Linked DNA regions of Zea mays: region 2 is linked to region 1. A link is a contact called in public Hi-C data. All regions are on one chromosome and are shown on one strand. The core of a region is the stretch at or near the end of the contact, and the rest is flanking DNA. Distances in the headings are between cores, read along the strand shown. Region 1 holds the start of LOC100285425 (calcineurin subunit B). Region 2 holds the start of LOC100501846 (putative RING zinc finger domain superfamily protein).

Evidence for each region. Hi-C and Micro-C count contacts between places; a contact is called where the count stands out from the background.
Region 2: a Hi-C map of leaf shows a contact between it and region 1, with 6 times the contacts expected there. The contact joins the promoter of LOC100501846 here to the promoter of LOC100285425 in region 1. A contact is called at or near these places in 4 of 25 Hi-C or Micro-C datasets (ear, leaf and tassel).

Annotation. Positions count from the first base shown.
Region 1 is chr4:178,451,038-178,456,461 of Zm-B73-REFERENCE-NAM-5.0, forward strand. LOC100285425 (calcineurin subunit B) reads left to right here and starts at 2,143. Exons shown (of 6, transcript NM_001158318.2): 1 at 2,143-2,405; 2 at 2,562-2,686; 3 at 3,542-3,638; 4 at 3,776-3,885; 5 at 3,975-4,049; 6 at 4,347-4,610. The coding sequence starts at 2,336. The coding sequence ends at 4,397. It also overlaps the pseudogene LOC103654167.
Region 2 is chr4:178,670,178-178,675,601 of Zm-B73-REFERENCE-NAM-5.0, forward strand. LOC100501846 (putative RING zinc finger domain superfamily protein) reads left to right here and starts at 2,030. Exons shown (of 6, transcript NM_001196494.1): 1 at 2,030-2,305; 2 at 3,097-3,969; 3 at 4,082-4,258; 4 at 4,966-5,108; 5 at 5,424. The coding sequence starts at 2,138.

The sequences.
Region 1 (5,424 bases), core at 893-3,392:
ATGAGGGAGAACGGAGCACCGGGATCTCCGCAGAAGCGCAGATCACACCGGAGGCCGGAGGGGGAGAAGAAGACAGGAGAGAGGAGAGAGATGAGGGAGAACGGAGCACCGGGATCTCCGCAGAAGCGCAGATCGCACCGGTTCACAAACCCTAATAAGCCGGAGCACCGAGATCTCCGCAGATCACACCGGAGGGGGAGAAGAAGACAAGAGATCCGAGCGGGGGTTATGGATCTGAGTTACCCGGTTCACAAATGCGCAGATCCGAGCGGGGGAGAGCCGGAGAGGATCTCCATTCTCCGACGAGCGACGATCGATCCGAGTCCGAGCGGAGGCGCCGAGGCGGAGAGCCGGAGACCGCAGACCGGAGGCGGAGATGGAGACCGGAGCGCTAAGCGGAGGCGGAGGCCGGAGGGAACGAGGGAGAGGGGAGCTCGCCGGACGCCGCCGAATCGCCCGCGGGCCGCGGCTGAGCGAGAGCGAGTTAGGGTTTGAGCGAGAGCGAGAGCGAGTGAGCGAGTGAGCGACTGAGCGGCCGCGGCTGGGGAGTGGGGACTGGGAAGTGGGGGCCGGGGGCGGGTTACACGGCTGGCCGGCTGCTGGGTGGGCCGTGCCGGCGCCGTGCCAGCCCAATTTACCGTGCCGTGCCTGGACCGACCCTACGGGCCCAAGTGGTGGCCCAGGCACGGCACTAAGAACGGGCCGTGCCCGGCACTGGCACTAAAAGGTCCGTGCCGTGCCGTGCCAGTGCCGTGCCAGTGCCGGCCCGTCGTGTTAGTGCCATTTGGCCAACTATATTCATGACATGTCGCATAGTCGTATCAGACTACACGTGTACACTTATATTTTTCACAATAATGAGAGAAATAATTTTAATGCCTGTCATGATCGCATCTACTGAGCACACTACTCCAATTTGTGTACACAGTGTCACAGTATATGTGGATAGATGATGTCCGATAGAGTCAAGACGTAACAGTTCTTTATAGCGGTAAGAAATGGTTAGTGATGCAATGACAGTGACTGACTCTAATCTACTCTCTCTTTCTGACCTTTGTTCTTTGAGATACATATAAGCAGTTAACGTCGGTGCAAAGCACCCGGCTGACTGAAAAGACCAATTTTTGTTCGCACATTTTTCGAGAACACTTACACACCTGCACCATTGTCCACAACATAGAGGACATTGCCAACTTCCTGTCATACAAAACACAAACAAATGTCTTTGGTGAGATTATTCTTTTCCTAACAATATAGATGTGGTGTGTATATATTGCCAAAGAAAACTTTCCAAATGGTCATAACAAAGTAGCACACCCTTGAAAATGGAGTAAAGGATTCATTCACTGCATCAAAAACAACGTAGACAATACCACGCTATAACACGCAATCTTCTAACAAAATATGATCCAAACAAAATACCCAGTGAGGCCCTCTATTCAAGAGATGAGAAAAAGCAGAAATACATACACCTCGCAGGCACATTGTGAGAAACAAAACTACATGAGCACATAATGATAGTAGAAACCGTAAGCCTGTTCGCTGAAACATTCTCCTGTTGTTGATATCTACCAGACGGCCTCGTTCTGCTCTTGTGGATTTCTGAAACATTCTCGTCGTCGCGATTGACTTGCAACCAATGGCTCCGACACGTCACCAATCAATGCTCAGACAGCGGAGGTGGTGAGACGGACACAAAGCAAACGTAGGGCTTTATTTGTTGCTGCAGTTACCTAGATGTGAGTAATTAATTAGTGTGGATTTGCTAACTGGTTATCAGGCATTTTGATGGACGCAAAGCAGGCTTTGGTCGTCTGCGAATGCGATGGTGCTCCGGAATCCGGATTGGCAAGATATCTTGTCCGGTGAGGATTACATGATGACATAATTATTATTGCTCCCGGGGTGACTATAATTACTTGCGGTTAGTTTTTACTCATCTGTCTCTAGATCTACACCCAATTTGGGTGACCAATTTCCCAACGAAGAAGGAAAATACGGCAAGGGCAGCAGCAGGCCCGCGTATATTTATTTTCTTTTGGGACCAACCCAACCCAGCCCAGTAGTAAAGAAACCCGTGAGGCCCACGACACGTCAGCCAATAAATGAGCCCGCGGTGGCACCTGGCACTGGCAGGCAGAGGCTCGGTGTCTCCGGCAACCGGGAATTTTGGCATGAGAATATGCGGCCGTGGCGTGGCGTCGTCTGTGACTGTCGTCCCGTGCCCTCGCGTCCCTTTCCCTTCTTCCCATCCACGCCAGCCAAGTTCACCGCCGCGCTCTTCGGCGGCAACTACTGTTGGATCGTAGGGCGAAGGAAGGAAGGAAGGGGAGCCATGGGAAACGCGTCGTCCATGCTGACCCAGTACGACATCGAGGAGGTGCAGGAGCACTGCAGCTACCTCTGTAACTACCTCGCCGCGCGCCCCATGGACGATCCGATCCTTGGCCCCCTTCTGTTTCTCTCTCTCTCCCACAATTTGGTTTCTTCTCTCTACATCTACTATATATACATATTGTGTAGATAATTAATCGTTGGTGTTTCATTTGATTCTCGAGCAGTCTCGCAGCAGGAGATCGTGTCGCTGTACGAGCGCTTCTGCCAGTTGGACCGCAGCGCCAAGGGCTTCATCTCCGAGGACGAGTTCCTCTCCATCCCCGAGTTCTCCCTCAACCCGCTCTCCAAGGTGCCTCCCACTACCCGCTCCCTCTCGTTCATGCTAAGTTTCATGTGGTTTTATTTTTTCAGGCTGAGCTGATTGTTTTTTGTATGTCCCATTACCTTTCCATTTCATTGTCAATTTATGCTGGCAGTTATGTACAGTACAACTGTTCTGGGATTGGTGCTGTTGCTACAGATTATTGTACTTCCCTCCTTTTCCTTTTTGTTTGCATATCTGGCCTCGGAGAGCTGCCAATTTACAACATTCCCTCGGAGAGCTACTGAATATAAACCATTTTGTCCTCTTGTGAATCTGAAACCAAACGAAAAAAAGGGAAGGTAAATAAAACATCTAATCAAACAAGCTGCTCGCCACTTTAATTATAGCTTAAGGCCATGGTTAGGGGAGCTGTAGCCTTTCCATAAGCATCATCTCCTGGAGATGCATCATGGGAAAGCTGCTCCGAGTGAGCTTCTATACTTTCAGTATACAGTTGAGGTTTTGGTGCTTTTGTCTGCTTGAAGAAGCAATCCTGTTTGGGGACCTTCTGCATTTTGAGCTCTCTTGGGAAGCAAAAGTTGCTAGAAACTCTGCCAAACATGGCCTCATCCACATCAGTCGCACTATCTGGGTCTGGGCAAAGCTTGGTTGGGTTTCCTCTGTATCTGCTGCCTTGCTGAAGAACAGCGTCAGTTGTGCTTGCCATAACAACTTGACCGATAGGATACACGGCTACAACACTAGGCATGCTACTGTCTCTAGATACCATAAGTTACATGACAAAGCTCTGCCAGGACAAACGGTGTACTGCTCCAGTTGATTCAACCAACGTCTTGCTCATCTCGAGTGATGGTTTTGAGTATCTTTTTTTTTCTTCAGAGGTTGCTCCGTATGGTTGATGGGTTGAACTTCAAGGATTTCGTTGCGTTTCTTTCTACATTCAGTGCAAAAGCCAGCCTTCGTCAGAAGATCGAGTGTAATACCTGACTGCCATAGCGTTTGCATTTCGTTGTTTTCTTCCTACTTATATCAAAAGCACGTAGGTGTTGCATGATGAAGTTCTCATGATTACTCACTTCCTCAACGTTTTTCTTTGTCTGTTTGGTGAAGCAGTTATATTCAAGGTTTATGACATCGATGGCAAGGGAAAAATTACCTTCAAGGATCTGCTAGAGGTTTTACGGGACCTAACAGGGTCATTCATGTCCGAGGAACAAAGAGAGGTGCTTATTATATATCTAAATTGGCCGTGTGGTTTTTATACGGAATTGTGCAATATCAGCGTGAGACATATCATATTGACGTCTTGCAGCAAGTGGTAACTGAAGTTCTGGAAGAAGCAGGGTACACGAGGGATTACGCATTCTCGCTTGAAGATTTTATCCAGGTGCAGAAATCCTTTTCCGTGTCCATATATCTGTTTTCCCTCCCTCTGAACACATGCAAGAGAATTGCGTGTTGCTGTATTGATAGCCTAGGTAGAAACAATCCACGCAAAAGCACGTTTTTTTCTATTAAGAGGGCAAAGGCGTTAGTAAAGCCAAAATCCACCGCTGTATCATATCATAGGCTATTTGCATATTCTTCGATGTCTATTGCGGTTCCATATCCATCTACAAGCCTTGTGGCCGTCTTATATGTCGGTAGCACGTCTGAGAATGTGTTCTTGTGGCTGTTGTTTCAGATCATCGACCATCCTGGCCTTAAGATGGAGGTGGAAGTGCCAATCGACTAGTGAAATGTGGAAAACAAGCTTCCGGTTTTGTCTGCAGAACATGGTTAGTGTCGTGTAGCAGGGCAATATGACCGTTCACTTTCGTCATCTTCTTTGTTTCCGGTCCACTTGCCTAAACTTTTGTAACCTTTGTTGACTTGGCCTTTTCGAATATATCAAAAACAAAACAAATTTTGCCCTGCTACTTGGAGTGAACGATCTTTGTCGTTTTATAGGAAGTTTTCTTGGTCCTGGGGGACGAGTTTTTTTTTTTAACCGAACCGAAAGACAGACGGGAAGCAGAATATGAGGCCCATCCCTGTAGGCGGATGCATTAATGATGTTAATTTGACCCACGTAAGTCTTGGCCCATCCAATAATTCAAATCTTGGGTCCGATACTAAGGCCCATCCACTGGAGACCAGTACCCTTTCCGCCTTTCGCGGAAGCTGTGTGAAATAGAACAAAGTAAAACTCACATTCTTAAGTTAGAAGAGTTTGGCCACACGGTTCTAGCGAGCGTCCTAAAACCCAAGTTTAAAAGTCTCTTCACACAACTGCAAAGTGCAGTGCAGTCCTAAACTGTCTGCAAGGCACATGAGCCATCAGGCATGGCTTCCATTGCGAATTTGCGAGGCAACTGTCGCCTTTTCTGCTTTCTCAACCAAAACGACAGAGACATAGAGAAAAATTCGAAACCTTTTTTTTCCTTTTATTATTTTCATCTCCACTTTCCTCCCCTTTGCTCACACATTATCCGAACACTTGTTTCCCAAACAATGACAAATCGCACACCTTTCAGCCTCGCAGCTTTACTTCACGCACGGACAGGCGAACAAGCTTCGCCGTTCGCCCGGATTTATCCGAACCTATGATACACACCAGGAAGGAAAAGGCTGGGGTGTAAAAATTCTAGCTACAGGCAGGAGCGTAGAAGCCGGGGATGTGAGCGAACACGATCGAGTAAGGGCCCACGGACCACGGTTACCGGCTGCGTTCCATCCACCCGCACGGGCTCCAGCTCTGGGATGTCCCCGTCGGCGTCAGT
Region 2 (5,424 bases), core at 780-3,279, 220 kb after region 1:
CTCAAACACCCAAGTGCTTAATAGAATCACTCGGTGATTAGCGTAGGTGCTTTGTGAAGTGCTTAGGTTAGTTAGACCGCATTAGCGCTTGCTCTAGGTGAATCGTAGTTAGTTGAGTGAGTTTAGACAAACCACACAACCCCACGGCTCTTGTGTGAGTCGTTGTAATTGTACCGAGTGGGGCGAGAGTCTTGCGAGACCGTGACAACCGCGTTTGTGTCACGGCCGCCACTGTGTACCGGAGGGAACGAGGCCCACGGCGTTTTGGCCGAAAGCTCGATAGTGGAGACGGCGGGGAGCGTCCGAGAGGAGCCGGAAGCGGAGCACCACTTGCGCGTGGAGAAGGCCCGTGGCTCTCTACGGAGTTACTCGACCGAGGTGCTTGGCCCTCGCGTGGGCTTCCCTTTGCGTAGGGGCACCAACGAGGATTAGTCGGGACCTTGCGCGGTTCCGGATACCTCGGTAAAAATACCGACGTCATCCACGAGAGTTTGCTTCTCTACTTTGCTCTTTAAGTTTCCGCATTTATATTAAGCATTTAAGTTTCAATCTTGTAGTCATACTTATTTAGTGTAGATTGAAACTTAGCCATTGCGGTAGAGATAGCAACACTTAGACAAAACCTAGTTTGCACATTCTAGTTTGACTATTTGCATAGGTTTTGCTCTAGGGATTTAATTGTGGCCTAGTTTAGCGAAAGTTTTAGAAGTCCTAATTCACCCCCCGTCTTAGGCGTCACCCGTTTCCTACAATATCCACCTCCACCCCTATTCGACTCTACGGTGTCTAGATCCGTCTTGAGTGGCCTGCCGATCCCAAGACGACCCTAGGATCTCACCCCTCCGGGGGGAGGCAAGATCTAGTTGTCCATCCAAAACCTCTTCCTCGAATTGATCTCTTAATTCCTAGGCGACTTCACGTCGTCTGGGGACGCCCCGGGTGACCTGTCGACCCAGAGCACCTTAAGATATTTCCCCCCAAGGGGACGGGATCTAGATTCCAGCAAGAAGGAGGAAGACGGCTCTGTCGCCAGGTCGCGGACCGTCCGGCCCTAGGGCGCGGACGGTCCGGCCGTCAGACAGGGAACCCTAGCCTCGCGACAGGTCGCGGACCGTCCGCGCATGACCAGAGAGCACCGCCGCTGGTTCTTGTTGAGTGATTGACGCCCTAAAAAAGTGTCAACAGAAATACAACAATTTTTTTTGCAGAAATTGGTGTGAAATGTTCCTTCTCCGCATTTTGATTTGAGTTACATCGGTAATTTACCTATATACTAGATTAGAATAATTACCGTGATTCCGGTACAAGTATAGACACAAGTTTAAATTCAGCATAAGCCGAAGAGAGCAAAAAAAATGGTGAGTAAAACAATGTCCTTTAATTTCGTCGCAGGCTGTTTACAGCAGTTTCAAGAGACTCTTCAGTCTTCACATCCTTCTTGTATCACTACATATTCAGTTAGATTTCTAACTATTGATCATCATACCCTCTATTTCGAGTTCCCCACTCGAAATAAAAATAGTGAGAGTGGCTCTCCAGAGTGCATGCGAAATATATAGAAATTGTCGGAGGATGAAAAGATATGTAGGAAGTGATTTTCACTTAAATGTCTCTTCAGTTGAGTATATTTAGCGAGAGTGGACTCGATAAAGACTATTGAGGACGCGCTTTTATAGAAAGCAGAAAGGAAAAGAAAGCATCTTTTATGTACAAAGCAGAAAGGAAAAGAAAGCAGAATATTACGGTGCTGAGGATGGGGATTTCCACTGGTGTAAAACAACCCCAGATTTGAGACGGTACAGTGAAAATTAGCGGTAGTTGGATTTATTTTTATCTTATATAGTGTTCGGTTGTCAATATTTTTCCTGGCGCAGATGGCGTGAAGGTCAACTTTGGCTGGGACGACGATAAATCACCACAGGTTATTGCTGTCCACAAGGCAATTAATCTAGCGAACTGGCGATAAATAAAATCCAAAAGCGAAAAATACAAAGCGACGTCCCGGCCCGGCCCCGCACGCACGGCACTTCCCAGCGATTTCCTCGTCCTCTCTCTCTCTCTCTCTCTCGCGCTCCCTCTCCCACTCGACGGAGGAGAAAGGGGGGAAAGCAATCGGAAGCGCGAGCCGGCGAGCGAGATGGGCGCCGGGAGCAGCCGCGCGGACGCGCCGTCGCGGCGCCGGGCGCGCCTCGGCCTCGGAGGGTGCTTCGGGACCCGATCCTCCTCCTCCCCAGCCGCCGCCGCCGAAGCGCACGACGGCGGGAGCTTCACCTTGGCCGGGTCCTCCTCCTCCAGCGCTATCGAGGTACTAGTCCCGGTACCCGCGCTGCGTCGTCGTCTGGCGTCCCGGGATGCCGGAGGGCGCCGGTAGCTCCGGCACCGGGGGCCGGAGTCCAGGCGTCGGCTGCGGATTAGTCTGTAACGGAGGTGCGGATTCGCCGCGCGGAATCGATGGTCGTGGGCTCGTGGCTCCCGAGTCCCGGACAGCTTCCCGCTAGGTGGTGAGATTGGAGAGCGTGGGGATTAGTCTCTGACGAGGTGCGGATTCGCATAGCTGATAGCTGTATGGGGGGCCAAGCAGAAACTTGATTACTTTTGGAGGTTTGAGGTGGTAGTACTGCTCTTGTTCGGTTATCGTATGATATGATGATAAGTCTGGGGCGGCTAGCTAATGCTCTGAAACTTTCGTGGTCCTTCAACCTTCACTGATTCATTACATATATCTCGGACTTGAAAAGCATAGCTAATTGCGTTTGGTCTTATCATGCGCCCTTCCATCACGCACATGACTGTAGAATGGATGGCTCCCAAAGTTCATATGTGCATTAAGGCCTTGTTGGGTTGCATGGTGATTGGAAGGGATTAAATCCATTTCTATTTAATTTTGACTAGCAGGGGATTTAATTCCTGTCAATCCACCCCTAACCCGAACAAGCCTAAGGGGCTGGGCCTCGAAGTGACAAATTAAAGCAATTTTGTGGAATCTGGAACGTTTTGTGTGTTTTTCCTGGTGTTTTCTGTTAGCGATACACTGCATTTTGTCCCCATGCACTGTTTCCATGCTGGTATTTGATGTCAGCAAGGTATTGTCTACAGGTACAATCAGGGCGACCAGTACGTGCCCTGAATTTTCAGGCTTCTCTAGCTGCTAAGGATCTCCAGATTTCCACCGCGTCAAGTCCAAGGCTGCATTCCTCTTCAAGTACCATAAGCCATCACCTCAGATTCAATCACCTCAATTGCCATGAAAACAAGGAAGATGGCCTGGGGACTGAAAATGCTGAAACAAGTGGCCTTGAAAGCTCATCTAGGAAGGCTGTCATGGTTAGGGGAAGTTTCAGTAATGAAGCTGTTAATAGTGATATGTCAGGAGAAGGGATAAGTTTTATAGGATCAGAGCTGGAAAATATTCCTAGCACAGTCTCCACTAATGAAACTGGTGGCTCAGCCGCTGAATCTGGTTTGGGCCCCTCATTGATGGCATCTGAAAGGATCATGTCTGACTTAGAAGGAGAGGTATCTCCGCAAGGGACCTCATCCACAACTGCCATGACAAGTGAAAGATCAGATGTATCTCAAGCTAGCTTAACATCTATGTTTCCTAACTCTTCAATTGCATCATCTGTGATTGTGGAACCAATGCCAGATCCAATCTCTACCAGGGCAGATGTCCCCATATTCAGTGGGCCACATGGTGAGCCTGGAGGGAGTATATTACATGATGACATGATGAGCATTTTCTCAAATGACGGTCTAGGACGCTCTAGGGATTCTAGCAGCAGTGAAACAAGGAGGAGTCACAGAAGGATTCTATGGGACACGTTTTCCAGGCGTGGCTCAAGAGGTTATCCAGAATTTGATGCTGATGACCTCGGATTTTACAGCACATGGCTAGACCTTGGTGATGACATTTTTGAAGAGTTGGGGGAATCAAGATATTTTCATCGCAGGCGACATGGTTCGATCAGAGTAAGCCAGTATTCAAGATCCCGGGTAATTGTTATGCCTGCTTTGCCGTATATTTTTCCTGATATGGATTTTGCTGATCCATCTCATGGTCACACCTTTTTTTTTGTTACAGATTAGGGAGCATCGCCGTGCTGTTTTTGATAGTGGTAATGAACAAGGCACTGCTGCATGTCCTTTGGGGATTCATCAAACTGGCCGATGCACATGTGATTCTTTCTTGGTTGCTGAAGAATCTAGTGCCCGAGCAAGTATATCAAGAATTGTCATGTTAACTGAAGCGTTATTTGAGGTATTCTTTCTTTTGCGTTCGGGGCAGGGGTTCGGGGGTTTTCTCGACCTGTGTGAGAAGGTCTTCTTCTTAATACAATGCCCGGGGGCTGTCTTACCCCCCGCAGGTCGAGTTTTTTTTTCTTTTGCGTTCATTTTATTATCATTAACATTAACATTCTATATGATGATGACATAATAAGTGGCATAACAGAGAATATAGGGGGCATAATCTTTTAACTGTTGTTGTGTGTTTGATGATGTTTTATCATTTGCATATGGTATTCTAACAACTTTTAAGACTAAACTCCAGTTCCAGACTTTAGTCTTTTAATGTTATAACCTACTCTGGCCAATTTGAATTGGTGTTAATCATGTTTTGCTGTAGTTTTGAAATTGCATAACTTTCACCAAAAAAACATGAGTATAAGATGCCAGAAGAACAAACTAGTACCCCCAAAAAAAACTTAGGTCACTTCATGATAACCGATTTTTTGTGAGTCCAATGCACATAAAGAAAGTTTGGAGACGATCATTTGATGGTCCAGGCATGCTCGAAGCACAGCAAATAGAACATTTCTAAAAGTAAAGTTGTACATTCCTTATGAAAATTCAGAGGAAATTGTTGGCAGTGTATGAACTATGGAATCCATTGCTATTGTCGTGTTTTCGTTATACTACTAGTTACTACTCTAGCTATGTAGTGATGGCCTACACAATTCTTTTCAGGTGTTGGATGAAATTCACCGTCAACCTGCATCACTTTCACTTTCCATGGTCTCTGTTCAGGCTCCTGAATCTGTAGTCAATTCGTTGCCGTGCAAGAGCTACAAAAAGCTAGAGGCACCCCAACGCAGTGATGATATGGAACAGTGAGCTTCTCATCATTATAACCTCTATAAATTTCCTAAGACGTATATATTTTGCAGAAGAAAACAGATCCATACCGATAAGATTTGTATCGTACATTCTTCATTATAATTGTGAGAGTTGATTTGAAAGGAAAACACTTTCCTCTAGGATATTTTGGTATCTCAACAGCTGCGACCACCACGCACAGTGTAGCTGCCTGCTGGCTAGCCCTGTTCCTTTTGTTTTCCACTCCCCCCACCCCACCCCACACACACAGAGACTTTTGGGGGTTTCTGAGATGCTGAATGTAGCATATCATTGTTCTTTCTCGTCAGG